2 separate regions of the Canis lupus genome follow, and region 2 is linked to region 1. The links are chromatin contacts, called in public Hi-C maps. All regions are on one chromosome and are shown on one strand. The core of a region is the stretch at or near the end of the contact, and the rest is flanking DNA. Distances in the headings are between cores, read along the strand shown. Region 1 holds the start of H4C8 (H4 clustered histone 8). Region 2 holds the start of ABT1 (activator of basal transcription 1).

What was found. A called contact is a pair of places that touch in the nucleus more often than the background predicts.
Region 2: a contact with region 1 is called in a Hi-C map of blood, with 5 times the contacts expected there. The contact joins the promoter of ABT1 here to the promoter of H4C8 in region 1. A contact is called at or near these places in 2 of 9 Hi-C or Micro-C datasets (both in blood).

The regions. Positions count from the first base shown.
Region 1 is chr35:25,672,192-25,679,379 of UU_Cfam_GSD_1.0, forward strand. H4C8 (H4 clustered histone 8) reads right to left here and starts at 3,699. Exons shown (of 1, transcript NM_001374580.1): 1 at 3,169-3,699. The coding sequence starts at 3,499. The coding sequence ends at 3,188. TRNAM-CAU (a tRNA gene) reads left to right here and starts at 4,260; the gene lies at 4,260-4,331. H2BC10 (histone H2B type 1-J-like) reads left to right here. Exons shown (of 2, transcript XM_038584488.1): 2 at 1-1,211.
Region 2 is chr35:25,836,057-25,843,127 of UU_Cfam_GSD_1.0, forward strand. ABT1 (activator of basal transcription 1) reads left to right here and starts at 2,540. Exons shown (of 3, transcript XM_038584400.1): 1 at 2,540-2,831; 2 at 3,446-3,651; 3 at 3,808-5,759. The coding sequence starts at 2,591. The coding sequence ends at 4,188. TRNAY-GUA (a tRNA gene) reads left to right here and starts at 25; the gene lies at 25-115. TRNAN-GUU (a tRNA gene) reads right to left here and starts at 7,055; the gene lies at 6,982-7,055.

The DNA.
Region 1 (7,188 bases), core at 2,449-4,948:
TGAGTTTTTACTAAGTAATAATAATGACCTTTCCTAACAATAGCTAGCCCTCTTCGGATCCTGGAAACCTTGTTTCCGAAATACCTTGGAGGCTTGTGCTGTCCCTAAGCCCTTCCCAACTGGAAAGTATTTACTGGGCCACTCCTCATGACCCCAGGGCAGCTCTTCCTGCCCATGGGTCCTGTCCCTATTCCTTAATAAAACCACCTTTTTGCACCAAAGATGTCTTAAGAATTCTTTCTTGGCTATTGGCTCCAAACCCCAACTATTTCCTATATAAGTGACTCAATTTTGTAATAGGACTTGTGAAGAAGATACTCTAAGCCCCACATGTGATTAAGGCATTCATTTCTTGCTCTCCAAAGCTAATTTTAAGCACATTTGAAAACAAATATACTACCATGGCTTAAGGAGGAATCCCTTAAAACAAGATATAGTTGTGAAAGACTGTTTCAATGCTAAATTTAGGCCAATTTCTTAAACTGTCTGTGAACATTTCCTTACCTCTAAAATGGGAATGATAACTAACACATGGCATTGCTGGATGATCAGTAAAAGAACACTATAAAGCGTTTAGGACAGTTCTTATGCAGAGGAAAGTCTTCCAAAACGTTAATGACAGCTAAAGCCTCTGGTTGAAATGATAGGGAAGGTGAGTTGGTCCTGCCCATATTGGAATCTGAGTCCTGAAGCTTTGAACAAGTCAGTAGACTCCAAAGCCTAGCAGCACGTTATTCTAGTTAAGAGTTCCTCAACTGGCAAGGTGAATGACAATCTAATCCATTCTAACAGTCTACACCCCTCTTTAGGACCATCTCTTCACCCTGAACTTTTTTTTTTTTTTTAAGATTTTATTTATTTATTTGTGAGAGACACACAGAGAGAGGCCAAGACACAGCCAGTGAGAGAAGCAGGGAGCCTGATGTGGGACTCCATCCCAGGAGCCAGGGATCAGGAAGGACCTGAGCTGAAGGCAGACGCCCAACCATTGAAGCCACCCAGGTGTTCCTACCCTGAACTCTTTTGAAGACAACCTAGGGCCGTTGACTGTGAGACTTCTCTGCCCCTGCCCGCCAATTCAAGCAACATGTGACTTATTTTCCAGAGACTTCATGTCTCACTAGCATTAGGAGTACCTCATTTAACAGATGTGTTGGGTTATGAGGAAAGGACCCTGGAAACTCACAAAAGCTGCTTTAATAATTTTTTATTCCTATTTTGTTCCCATGCCTCCAGTTCTTTTTGCCTAACCTTACAGCAGTACCTGGCCAGAATGAAGAATCGTCTTCAGAAAAGCAGCTGCACTTTTAAAGCTAGAAGAGAAACATGAATTGCTGTCCACAATCATTCCCAGACTAGGGAAAGTTAGGGCCACCCTAAAGATTGCTGTGATGTTGCCAACAACTTAGAAGACTGATATCAACCTCCCTTCCTAAAAGAACTCTCCTTTTATATGCTCAAAGGAAATTCAGATAACTTCAAAATAAGAAATCTTCATACTCAATAAATGACCCACAGTCAGTAAACATTATGAGCAAAACATAAACCTTTATCATAGTAAGTCAACGGGACTTACTATAATTATGCTGTGAGGACTATCAGCATAATTAGCCAAAATGAATCAAAACAGTATCATATTGCAGCTAGTTTCTGGGAGTGGTTTTATTCAGGGAACAATGAGTTGCCATGTCGACACATGTAGCTAAATCTAGTTTGTTTTAGTAGCAATGTTAGATTGTATGCCTAATTATGTTACATCTATTGGTTGACATTTGCTTTGTTGGCTACCTTAAAAAATTTTATAGGATGCTTTGCTGGAATATAAAATATTAAGTAGAAATTTCATTGTGTGGATTACTTCATAATATTCTAGTAATAACATTAATGCATGTGTGGATTACTTATGATAATAGAATATAAGGTTTAAAACAGGTAGTTAGAAGTATATAACTTTAGGGGAAATAGTCAAGAAATCTGCTTTAACTTCCTTGCCCCACTCTGATTAGCTGAGCTGATTCGGAGATTTTTTTTTTTTTTCAATTTTGAAACAAAAGGAACTTGAACACATCACTGGTGTCCAAATGCTCATCTATGGCTAGTATTAATTAGTCCGTGCCAATTTTCTCTATTATTTTTCCTACTGTGTAAAAATGAGAAAAATAAGGTCAGTGCAATAAATTCTCCTTAATATTAAAAGTTAACACATCTTTTTAATCCTGTCAACTCCCCACAAATTTATTGTCTTCAGTCTAAAAGGTATAAAAACTGCCTGTCATGTTTGTCTCCGTTTCATTACTGGGCCTCTGCCCAAAGGTAATAAAACTTTAGGTATTTTTTCTCCTGTCCATACGTCTCCTGTAAATTTTAGTGCAGCTGGAAGACCTTGAAGGAAGAATATATCCTTCCCTACACCTAGTAACATTGGGTGAAATATCCCGAGGCCTATTTGTACACGTTTTAAAAATGCTATCGTGTCTGCTTAGGTTTTGGTGACATTTCGTTCATTAAGCAACATCCTTATCTTTTTAAGGTTTTCAAACTATCAGGAAATTTCGGGGGCGATGCTAAACACTGGCCAGCTCCCCCCGCGAGGGGGTTTCCCCCAGTGCCTTCGGAACGTGGACGACCGGGAACAGGGGGCCCCGGGTGAGGGCGCGACGCGGCGGGGCGGAGTCGGAGCGAGGTCGTGGCCGGCCACCCCGCCGGAACTCCTTTGTTCCCCCGCCGCCCAGCAGGGGCCGGGCGCGCTCCCTTTGTCTCCCAGCCGCCCCGCCATGTTGGGCGCGGGGCTCGGCGGGGAAGGCCCACCCGCTGCCTACGGGCCGGGGATCCCCGCTTTCTAGCGGAGCCAGGCACGCACGACTCCTACCTCGGCCCTCGGAAAACGGGGAAGCTCCCTGGAGAGCAGGCGGCGCCACGTGACCTGCTCTCCCCCCTTAAAACTGTCCGGAAGCTAAGATTTGAACGGAGCCGACTGCCAGCAAAGCAACTCCCGGAATCCGGAAATTAACCAGTTGAAGACTCGCTCCGAAACTAAAACCGAACCACCCCCGCCCCGCGCCTGAAATCTAGAAGCTCAAACACGGACTTATTAAAACAGCAAGAAAAGCTGCAGCTCTTTCGGGACACATGTGGGCGGCCCTGAAAAGGGCCTTTGTGTGTTTAGAAAAAGCGACGGATGCGGAGTTCAGCCGCCGAAGCCGTAGAGGGTGCGGCCCTGGCGCTTGAGCGCGTAGACCACGTCCATGGCCGTGACCGTCTTGCGCTTGGCGTGCTCCGTGTAGGTGACGGCGTCCCGGATCACGTTCTCCAGGAACACCTTGAGCACCCCGCGGGTCTCCTCGTAGATGAGGCCCGAGATGCGCTTGACGCCGCCGCGCCGGGCCAGCCGCCGGATGGCGGGCTTGGTGATGCCCTGGATGTTGTCGCGCAGCACCTTGCGGTGGCGCTTGGCGCCGCCCTTGCCTAGTCCCTTCCCGCCCTTGCCGCGACCAGACATATCTGCAACGTTCAGAACGTTCTCAGAATCAGCGTGAAAGCCGTTGGGGCAACCTCCTTATATACGCGGATCGCGGACCTAATTGAAAACAGGAAGCGCTCACGCGGGACTGGCCGTTGCCCGAACCCGCCCCTCGCCCGGACCCCCGTGACGTCACGGGAGTTGAGCCGGCGCGCTCCCTCCCCCGCTGCCGCCGTGCCCTCCGCGCCCTCCGCCCTCTGTCCCCAAATGGGAATTTCAGACCTTTTTAACTGCGCTAAAGGAAAGGAGCGTTTGGCACCATTTTTCCCGCGTTAGTCCGCGGAGCCCCCGGCGTTCTGCGGCCGCGGACCAGCTCTTCCCGCCGCTCGCCCGGCCCCGGGCTCACGCGTAGAGCCAATGGCCGCATCACCGGGCCCGGGAGGTGCTCTCCCGCGGGCGGAAGCGAGCCTGGGCAGCGTCTCCGCAGCGGCATCCTCGGCGGCCGCACCGAAGCCCGGGTTCCTTACTCGGTTTCCCTCTCTCCTCCCTGCTGATTAAAGCTTGTAATTCTCATATATCCCGCCACTTCTCATTTCTACGTCCGGAACCTCAACCGGGAGTTCTGCGTCTACTTCGCTTCCTCTTTGATTCTGGGACCGATATTATTCCGAAGAGAACTGGCAGCTTGTGGTAGCCGAAGGTTGAAGTACAGAGGCATTTTCGTAAGGTGGGGGGAAGGGTTCTGCCTGTACCTCTGAACATAGTTAAAGGTATTATTAGGAGGCCCAACCTACCGAGGAGCAGAGTGGCGCAGCGGAAGCGTGCTGGGCCCATAACCCAGAGGTCGATGGATCGAAACCATCCTCTGCTAACAATTTTTGCTTCAGCACTTTAGTTAAAATTCTGTGGTTTAGTTTCACAACTAAAAAAAGAGGCTGTAAAAACAAACAAAAAAAAAAAATAAAAAAGGCTGTTTTGTCAAATTCTGAAGTTTCAATGGTTTCGTGAAAGTGTTTACAACTTCTAGACATAAATAGAACGTCAATAAAGGACACTATCAATAACTAATATGAGTTTCCACAATAAACCTCATTTCTAGTGGCTGCCAAAGTGACACTGCTACTATTGCAACCAGTTATCATGAGTCTCACTGACGTATGAAAGCGGGTAAACGCTAAAATAAGCTGAATGTAGCAATGAGTTTTATTTCCTTTCACGCATAATTCAAAGAGCTGCTTGTTAGGTAGTTGTGGCCTTGTGGCTAAAGCCATAGACGAAATTTACTGGGCCATCCCAGCCCCAAACCTGTGCAGCTATGAGAGTCTTAATCTTCAGAGTAAATAAGTAACAGTTTGAGGCAGAATGCAAAGTCTTGGTGGCCACGATAGAACTCTGACCTGAGAAAACCACTTATGTGGTCGCTGCTGGTAATGTCTCTACCACCTACCTTCTTTACAATCTCTGATAGGACTGTTCTCTAGGCTCATTTTTAAAAGTGTATGTGTTACATATCCCTCAGAAAAGATCCCTATACAGATGTTTATGTGTCAGATACTGCACTAAGCACTAAGAAAAGTATTTAAGTAGTCTGTGGCCTAGTCATACTTTTAAACAAGTATGTATAGTACAATAAGATATTTTTCAAAGATTATTCACTAAAGCGCAGTGAGAATAAGGAAAAATGATTGTTTCTGGTGGCTCCATCATCGAGTAGTTGAATGATTTTCTAGAAGGACTCGCATGACTGAACATGAACATACAAAGATTCATTACAGCAAAGAGAAAAATGCAGACACAGCAGGAAAAAGAGATATACAACCAAACACAAGAGAAGTCTTTTTTTGTCCTCAATCTCCATCCATCTTCAGAGATGATACTCACTCTCTCTCCAGTTCTGAACTGCAGGGACTAGTGAAAGCTGTGGTTGCCAAACAAAGTCCACCTGAGTATTAGAGCCCAAGTTCTGAAAAGGAGCTAATCGGATACCTGACACATGATCAGCCATCCAGACACCAGATACGCATGGAAACTTGAATTTCCAAGTTTACTTTAAATATGCTGACAACCTACTTCATAGTGACCCACTGCTTCAGTACCCAAAATAACATCATTACCCAGTAACTAAGTGAATATTCCAGTATTTCAGTTCCGAGTTTGACAAAGGGTCATCACCATGGATAAAGAGATCTGTGAAAACTTGAACAAAATAGATTTGCTGAAAAAAAAAAAAAGATTTGCTGCATTACCTCTGCCCTGACAATGGCCCAATTTGGGAAAGGTGGCAGATTTTGAGTCCAATCTAGAATGAGTAAGAGCTTGGCAGGTAGCCAAGAAGAGGCTTCTAGATAGAAAAATAACAAATACAAGGAGGTATAACAGTTAAGGGTTTCTAGAGAACTACAAAACACTCAGTGTGATCGAACATGAAGGTGAGGCAGATTGTAGGAGGAGGATTTGGGGAGAAAAGTAAAGCAGCTGTATTCTGATCACCTCCCATTTACACTATAGGTGAAGGAGGGATCCTCCTCCCTAAACAATACCAGATGGCCCGATACACCACGCTCAACACTGGACAGATGAGACTGGTAGAGGTATACTCACAGCCTAGAAGAGGAGGCCACTGCAAGCTATGCAAGTTTGCTCAGGTTGCACTCCGGAATAGAGTGACCAGCAAGGACTGTGAGAGGTGAACTTTGGAGCAGAGAGAGGAAAGTGTGACCCCTAGTTCTCTCCAAAAAGATGGAATTGGCTTATTTTAATAGCTTCCAGGACTGACAGGTGAAACCCATTAGGTCGAAGGGCTGGAATGTACCTCGTCTGGTTGATGGGGGAATTGGCCAAGTACGGGGCATATCCTGTGAGAACAGGTGAATTCACAGGACTTTTTGGGGCCCTGTAAGGCTTAGAGATGCCAAAGGAGCCCTTGAAATTTTAGATCTTACAATATAATTCTGAGTTGTGGCAGATGAGATAGGGAAAGTGCCAGTCGTAAGAAAGTGAGTATGCAGTGCAAACAGGTTTTGATTTTATTTGTCTAGGGGCAGTAAGAAACCATCACTAATTTTGATCAAAGGAGTAATATGAGTAACATTTTCTCATCAGAAAAAATCTCTGGAGTTTTCAAGTTTGTGATCTGGTCTTTGTGTTTTTGGGGTTTTTTTTTTATCATAAACTATACAACAATGTCTTTTATAATGTATAGGGTTTTTGAAAATTATTTCTGCAACCTCTCCATATACAGGCAAAAATAAGTGTACTGTCTAACATATTGGAACTTGCAAACTTGATCATTGCCAAGAGAAAAGAAAATTATCCCTAAAGTATGCTAAACAAGGAGGCCAATTCATCTTCTCCCCTCCAAAAACATCTAGATGAACATGATAGATGGATTGACCCCTATCCCAACCTTCACTGTCCACCATTCCGTAACCAGGCCCATATCAGCAGCACATTTCTTGTCAACAATTATTAACTGTCCGAGGCTTTCATCATTATCTTCTACTACAGATCTCTAGGATAGCTTTTTCTTAGACATCATCAGAAAATATGTTGATGCATGTCATGGATACTAACACACCAGTCATCCTCAAAAATTCTTTTGGTTGGATATCCTTGCCAGTAATCTTCCTGAAGATAGTGTCTCCACCAGGCCAGTGCCTGAGACCGACTCTTCTTCTCCAAACAGATAGATACACTGGGGAAAGTGTAATATTACAATCGGAGAAAAG
Region 2 (7,071 bases), core at 1,290-3,789, 160 kb after region 1:
ATTCTAAGAAGCCACACCTCAGATCCTTCGATAGCTCAGTTGGTAGAGCGGAGGACTGTAGATGTTGAGTCACGTGGGCATCCTTAGGTCGCTGGTTCGAATCCGGCTCGGAGGACTGTACCTTTTGAAAGGTTTTCATTGACGCAGCAAGTCTGGACCCTTAATGAAAGTTAAGAAAACTTTTTGTTTGTTTGTTTTGTTTTGGTTAAGAAAACTTGAACACAGTTGGGCAGGTTGTCGTTTGTGCTCACAGATGAACTCGTAGGCCTGAAAATAACAACAAAAAATAAAGGATCCTCAGGTTCGTACAAAAGAAGCTGCTTATGTAAGACAGGGTCTCCTGGGAGACTGACTTTTCATGAAGTTTTGGAAAGGGTCATGCGGAGTCTGGAGAAGCAGAAAGCAGGCTTGGCCCAAGGTTTTCATTTTATTTTGGAGGTCCTTTTGGATGGCCTTTCTGGGCTCTCTGTTGATATTCAAGTGAATAAACATTTTATTGATGACAACTTCAAATACACACAGGTGGAGAAAACAGCACAAATTACCATCATAGGCATCACACCTGTACAACTAGCATCATCTATACCCCTTCATGCCCCCTTCCCACCCCCGACCTTGTGAAGCAAAACCTAGACGTGTGCTCTCACTTCATCCACCGCGGCTCCGTGTTTTGAAGAGGTAAAGATTATTATTTTTTTTAATTTTTAAAAAAATGTTTATTTACTTATTTATCCGTGAGAGACCCACAGAGAGGCAGAGACACCGGCAGAGGGAGAAGCAGGCTCCCCGCAAGGAGCCCGATGTGGGATTCAATCCTGGACCCCCAGGATCTCGCCCCGAGCCAAAGGTAGACGTTCAACCACTGCGCCGCCCAGGCGTCCCTGAAGACCTTAGAATTAAATGCGGGACCGAGTCTGTATCTCTTAGCGCCCCCATCCTTCCTCCAAAAAAGCAGCGGCGGGCGGCGGGCAACTGATAGAAAATCCCGTTATAAAATTAATGAAACTAGTGTAAGCACCGGAGAAGTCTGGTTTATTCGATCTTTCGTCCTCTTTATCAAAGAGCTAGGCGCCGTGTTCAGGCAGAAATACACTGGGAGGGACGCCTGGGTGGCTCAGTGGATGAGCGCCTCCCTTCAGCCCAGGGCGGGGTCCCACATCGGGCTCCCTGCATGGAGCCTGCCTTTCTCTCTCTGTGTCTCTCATGAATAAATGAATAAAATCTTAAACAAACAAACAAACAAAACAAAAAAGCCCACAAAACACTGGGAGAGCCTTCCCCTCGGATGATAGCTCGACCCCGTGCCCCTGCTGCAGTCCTCCGGCTTCGTGTGCGCACACGTCCGTCTCAGCGGGATGGGAAATTTTGTCCGGCTGCAGCGAGGGCGGGTTTATATTATCCTCACACTCGCCCGGGGCCCCTTCTAGAAAGCCGGCTGCACCGCTGTCCACATTGGTAGCCTCGGGGCTTTGCATTTGGCCCTGCAGCAGGTGCAAAGGCGGGGGCGAAGGGGTAGGGGCGTGGCGGGGAACCGCGGCGCCAAGAGCAGGTGAACGGCGCCCCCTCCCGGACGGTTTCTGCGCCACGGGAGAGGTCTCGGAGGCGGTAGGGAGGGGGCTGGGCGGGGGTGGCCGGGACTGCAGCAGGGGCACGGGGTCGAGCAGGGGCACCGGGTCCTCAGGGGCGTGAGCATCGCCGGCCCGGAGGTTCCTTACTCCCGGCCTCTAGCAGGGCAGGGCCCAGGGGGCCAGAGTTAGAGCAGCGCGACGCCCCGGGTCGCCAGGGCCGAGGGGACACAGGAAACCATGTGTTCGTAACATCAATATGAATCACGTGTCAATACAAAGCTATGACAGGCGCCGAAATAACGTTTTTAAAACCAGAGAAGTAACTGTTGCATATTAACTGTTGCACATTTTTTTGGTAATCCTATTCACAAAATCAAACTTATAATTAATATTTTAAAGCAAACAAAAGGTTTTACACTAAATGAGGTCACAATTGAAATCTTTAAAACTTCTCTAAATTTCCGAAACGTGTATTTTCAAAGCTAAACTACATTTCCAAAACCTAAAGACATTCAGAGCGCTCGGATTCTCAAAAAAATAACTGAAACGTCAAAACTCCAGACAATTTTAAAAACTGAAAGTTAAGTCCACTTTGAAAGGTGGTATCATCTCCCAACCGGAGTCTTGCCCAGGTCCGTAGGTCAAATGTCGGGTTGATGGCTAAGACACAGAAACCTCGCCCGACTTCCCAAAGCTTTGCAACGTATCCAGAAGAGGCCGCCTCCTGCGTGTTTCCACGCAGCCGAGGCGTTCTCTAGGGTAAGTGACCCCCGGGGACCAACTCCTCCACTCCCGCCTCCCCATCGCCAGCCGCAGCCGGCTTCACCATCTCGCCTTTGATCCCGCCTTCCCGCTTCGAATCCCGCGGCCGACCAGGCCCCCACTTCCGCTTGCTGCGTCCAATCCGGTCCTTCTATGTACTATGACGTCATCTCCCCGCCCTTCGCCGCCGGCCGGCGCACGCGGTGTGCGGCAGGACGGCGCGGCGCTTTACGGCTGTCGTACGTCTCATCGGCGCCAGCATGGAGGCAGAGGAGTTGGAGAAGGAAGCTGTGGGGCAGGAGCCTCTGGAAGGGACAGACCAGAAAGCAGAGGCAGAGGAGGAGCAGGAGGAATCTGAAGAGGCGGCGTGTGGCGCCAAGAAGCGGGTGGTGCCGGGTATTGTGTACTTGGGCCACCTCCCGCCCCGCTTTCGACCTCTGCATGTACGGAACCTTCTCAGCGCGTTCGGAGAGGTTGGACGCGTTTTTTTCCAGCCCGAGGGTAAGAGCGCGGGCCCTGGATGTTCGGGAAGGGGGTGGGTTCCCTGGCGCGGAAGCCAGGGCGCTGCGGGGGCACGGGGCTCCAGGCCGGCGCCCGACTCCCTTGGTCATCAGCGGAGCTCTCAGCTTTCAGGAGGCGGGATCGGGGGTGGATAGCTCAGTAACACACGATGAGTAGTTCTTGCTTGGATGGTTAATTTGGGCTTGTCGTGTCGATTCCGCACGCCCCCGTTTCCTGAACCGGATTTGCCGGCTTGTTAATGAGTTCACCCTGAATAAAAATCTGAGGCTTTTTCAAACACAACGGCACCCATCACCTCTGCTCTCGTGACCTGAGTCTAGAAACAGACTCAGGACGGGTGTATGGCCAGGTGACCCCAGCTTTCGTCTGAGCTCTGGTTGAATTGGGTTTGGGGGCGTGTGCGAGTTTTAAATAGAATGTCCTGAGCCGATCTGATGCAGAAGTTGACGTTTGAAGAAAAGATTGAGTTTGACGTAGGGAAATGGCGTACGGGGAAAGGCCTTGCGGTGGGTTCCTGGCCCGAGGGGTCGTAGATGAAGTTGACTGGGTGCCACGTCGGCCTCCTAAACCACTGCTGTGCCTTTGGTTCACAGACGGGTTCGTGAGGCGCAAGAAGAAGGCAGTGTCAGCCTCAGCCACGGGAGGGAAAAAGCGGTCCAAGTACAGCAAGGACTACACCGAGGGCTGGGTGGAGTTCCGGGACAAGCGAGTAGCCAAGCGTGTGGCGGCCAGTCTTCACAACACGCCCATGGGAGCCCGAAGGCGCAGCCCCTTCCGTTACGACCTATGGAATCTCAAGGTGAGGGGGGTTAGGCTCTCCTGCCGCATCTCATCCTCCCACCTCCCCAGCCCCAGCCTAGGCACCTCATTCCCTCTTGCTGGCCTCACTCTCTCTCTTCACCTCTGCATTCCTGACATATCTTACCTGGATCTTTTCCTGTTTTCCTGTCCACAGTACCTGCACCGTTTCACGTGGTCCCACCTCAGCGAACATCTTGCCTTTGAGCGCCAGGTGCGCAGGCAGCGCCTCAGGGCCGAGGTTGCCCAGGCCAAGCGTGAGACTGACTTCTATCTTCGAAGTGTGGAACGGGGACAGCGCTTCCTTGCTACTGATGGGGACTCTTCCCGCCCGAATGGCTCCTGGAACTTTGCCCAGCGTCCTACTGAGCAAGAGCTGAGAGCCCGGAAGGCAGCTCGGCCTGGAGGAAGTGAACGGGCTCGCTTAGCTAATGCCAAGGACCAGGCTCGTTCCAACCGAGGGCTGCTTGCCAAGATCTTTGGAGCTCCACCACTTTCAGAGAGCACAGAGGAACCCTCACTAGTCAGGGACTCTTAAAAGGGAGAGAGACCCTTTTCATCTCCTGGCCCTGCTTCCTGTCTACATGATAATGACTACTCAGGCAGACATTTCATTTCTAAGACCAGGAATCTCTAGTGGGTGCTTAGACATAGACGTCTTATGGATCTCTGGTCCCCCCTCCAACTCCTGTTGCCTGGCTGAGGCACCTAATTCATACTAGCATGAGTATGACTAACTGCACATTCCTATTTTGTTTGATTCTTGACTGTCTGCTTCCTGCCCAATAGGCTCTTCTAAAAATCCCACTTTCTGGACCCAGGAAGAGCCTTTACTTCATGCTGGAGTGATAATATCTAATGCAGAAAGCTATTTTACTAACTTAGGTGAAGGGCAACAGCACCATCCTTTCTATTTAGATAAGATTAACAGGGACGGGTTAATGGGGTGGGACTGCATTGGGAGCCACCTTCCAAATGTTTGTATAGAAAAGAAAAAAATGTGTTTGTAGTTTATTGGAAATGGGAGGCGTTTTGTAAGTTCTGACTTCTGTCTCTTCATGTCCTGTTCACTCCCCTTAACTTCATCCCCTGGTCTCAGAGACACCATTCCTCCCTGACCCCTCTCAATTCAGCCTGGGACCTTTTCTATCTATCAAATTAATTTCTTAGCCCATTTTATCAGTTATCTAACCCAGCATTTACTAAGTCACTGTATGAGGACACAGGAATGGTAGGTAATATAATACATGGCCCTTGGCATTAAGTTATAGACCACTAGAAAGAGACAGATACATAAGAAATAAATATACAGAGGTACTACAGGCATCATTGTAGATATATATAAGGGATAAAGTAGGGGCCATGGGAGGGCATGGTTGACTCTATCTTGGATGGTAAGCCATGCTTAATATGGAGCTGATTCTGAATCACAGTCTTCCAGAGATGGATCACTTTCACCGGGTTTCTAGATCATTCCTGAAAAGTGAATTTAAAATCGAAATTAACTTGGTTTAGTCCTGATGTTGGAAACAAAGCTCCATGGATGGAGTGTTTGGTTCAAGAAACCATTGTAAAGGCAGACAAAACCTAGGAGGTAGTCAGGCCCAAATGATGCCCCTCAGGGGCACTTTTATGAATTAAGGCTTAGATGAGGGCGGGTTCACAAACAATATTCAAAGCAGCTCTGGAGGCCACAGAGTCTATGTTAGCCATGAAGAGAAGCTGAAAAGTGAAGTGTCACGATAAACTAAGGAATTAAATGATAAACATTAAAACTGGGCAGGGTTCCTGGCTGGATCAGTTGGTAAAGCATCTAAATCTTGATTTCGAGATTGTGAGTTTGAGCCTCATGTCAAGTTTAGAGATGACTTAAAAATAAAAAATCTTGAACAAACTGATCAATATCTAGTTTTTTAAACTTCTAGGAAGTAGTAGAATGTAATAATTTGGATTTTGCTAGTGCTATTTAATTTTTTTTCCCCACTATGCTTAATATAATTATGCATTTGTTCTTTGGGTGAAGTGGATTAATCCACTTACTTGGTTCTGAAGTAAAATTTTAGTCATGCACTTGTTTTGAGAGAATAAAAATGACCATACGGTAAAAAATGTTTGCTTGGTGTAACATTTTCCACAATGCCTATACCTTTCACACCCATGAAACAAAAATGTGTGTAATGTTACAGCCTCAGTCTTATAAGAACTCCATACCCTTGTTTCTGTGTTCATTTCTTGTGAGTTTGTTTCATGTGGATTGTTTCTTTGGGTCCTAATGTCTTCCACCTGAGCCAGAAAGATCCAGTGTCAGAATTTGATCAGCTATTTATGTACTCAGAATTCTAAGTGCCCATTGCCACCTTTGCTAGATAAAGAGAATATCAAGATTAAGAAACTTCTTTCCCTTAGGTTGCTAACAACTTAGAAAGTAAAATACATATAGGGCTTATGTATTTGAAATAAACTTCTCAGGCTAGGTGGCATATTCAAGGTCAGCATCTCAGGCTCCCAGTCAATAGTTTTGCATGATTAGCTCACACGTACAGCCTGGTAAATTGGGTAATTCACAGGTCCAGTGAGAAATGAAAATAAAACGGGTGGAAGAAAATGAATTTCCCGAGGAAATGTCAGCTTGATTCCTTGGGGACTGAGCCCTTTGAGGGCAGGAAAATTCCTTTTTTACATTTACTATTTTATTTCTCTTTTAAATGTTGCCATGAGTGACCCTGACATAGGTCAATTTTGTACAAATGCAGCACTTCTATACATTTCCAGAAGTGGAAAGTCTGTGAAGACTAATTTTGGTAGCTAATGTCAAAATGCCTTTTATGAAAAGTGCAAGAGACCATTTTGGGGATTACTCTTAAAAGCGAGGAAACATGGTTTGCAGAAATACCAGTCCCTGGAGGCCAGGTGCTCCAGGTAGAAGCCTCAGCACTCCTCACTGTCACTTGCAGACGTGGGGGTTCCGACCTGAGAACCCGACTGAGGGAGAGGCCGGGCCAGCTCGGTGTAAGGGGCAAGCTTTGCAGGACTTTGGCCAAGCGCCCGCTGCTGCCCTTCTCGGTGTGCACGCTACCGGACGAACCGACGCAGGTACAGGAGGTGGAATCTGGAAACAAAGTCAGCAGCAGCAGGTACAAAGGACGGGTTTGCGCTTGTATTTGAGGGCACCGCGAAGGGACTCGGCAAATCCGTAATCACCGAGCAAGAGAATATGACGTGTATCTCCATTCTCGATTTTCATTTAATTTGTGACAATGGTCAGAAACAACCTAGTCAGACAAAATATCAGAAGTAAAACCACCGCAGGAGATCCTTAAATGGCAACCACCGTCCCTGGGTGGGCTCGAACCACCAACCTTTCGGTTAACAGCCGAACGCGCTAACCGATTGCGCCACAGAGACACCGGCGATGAAGTGT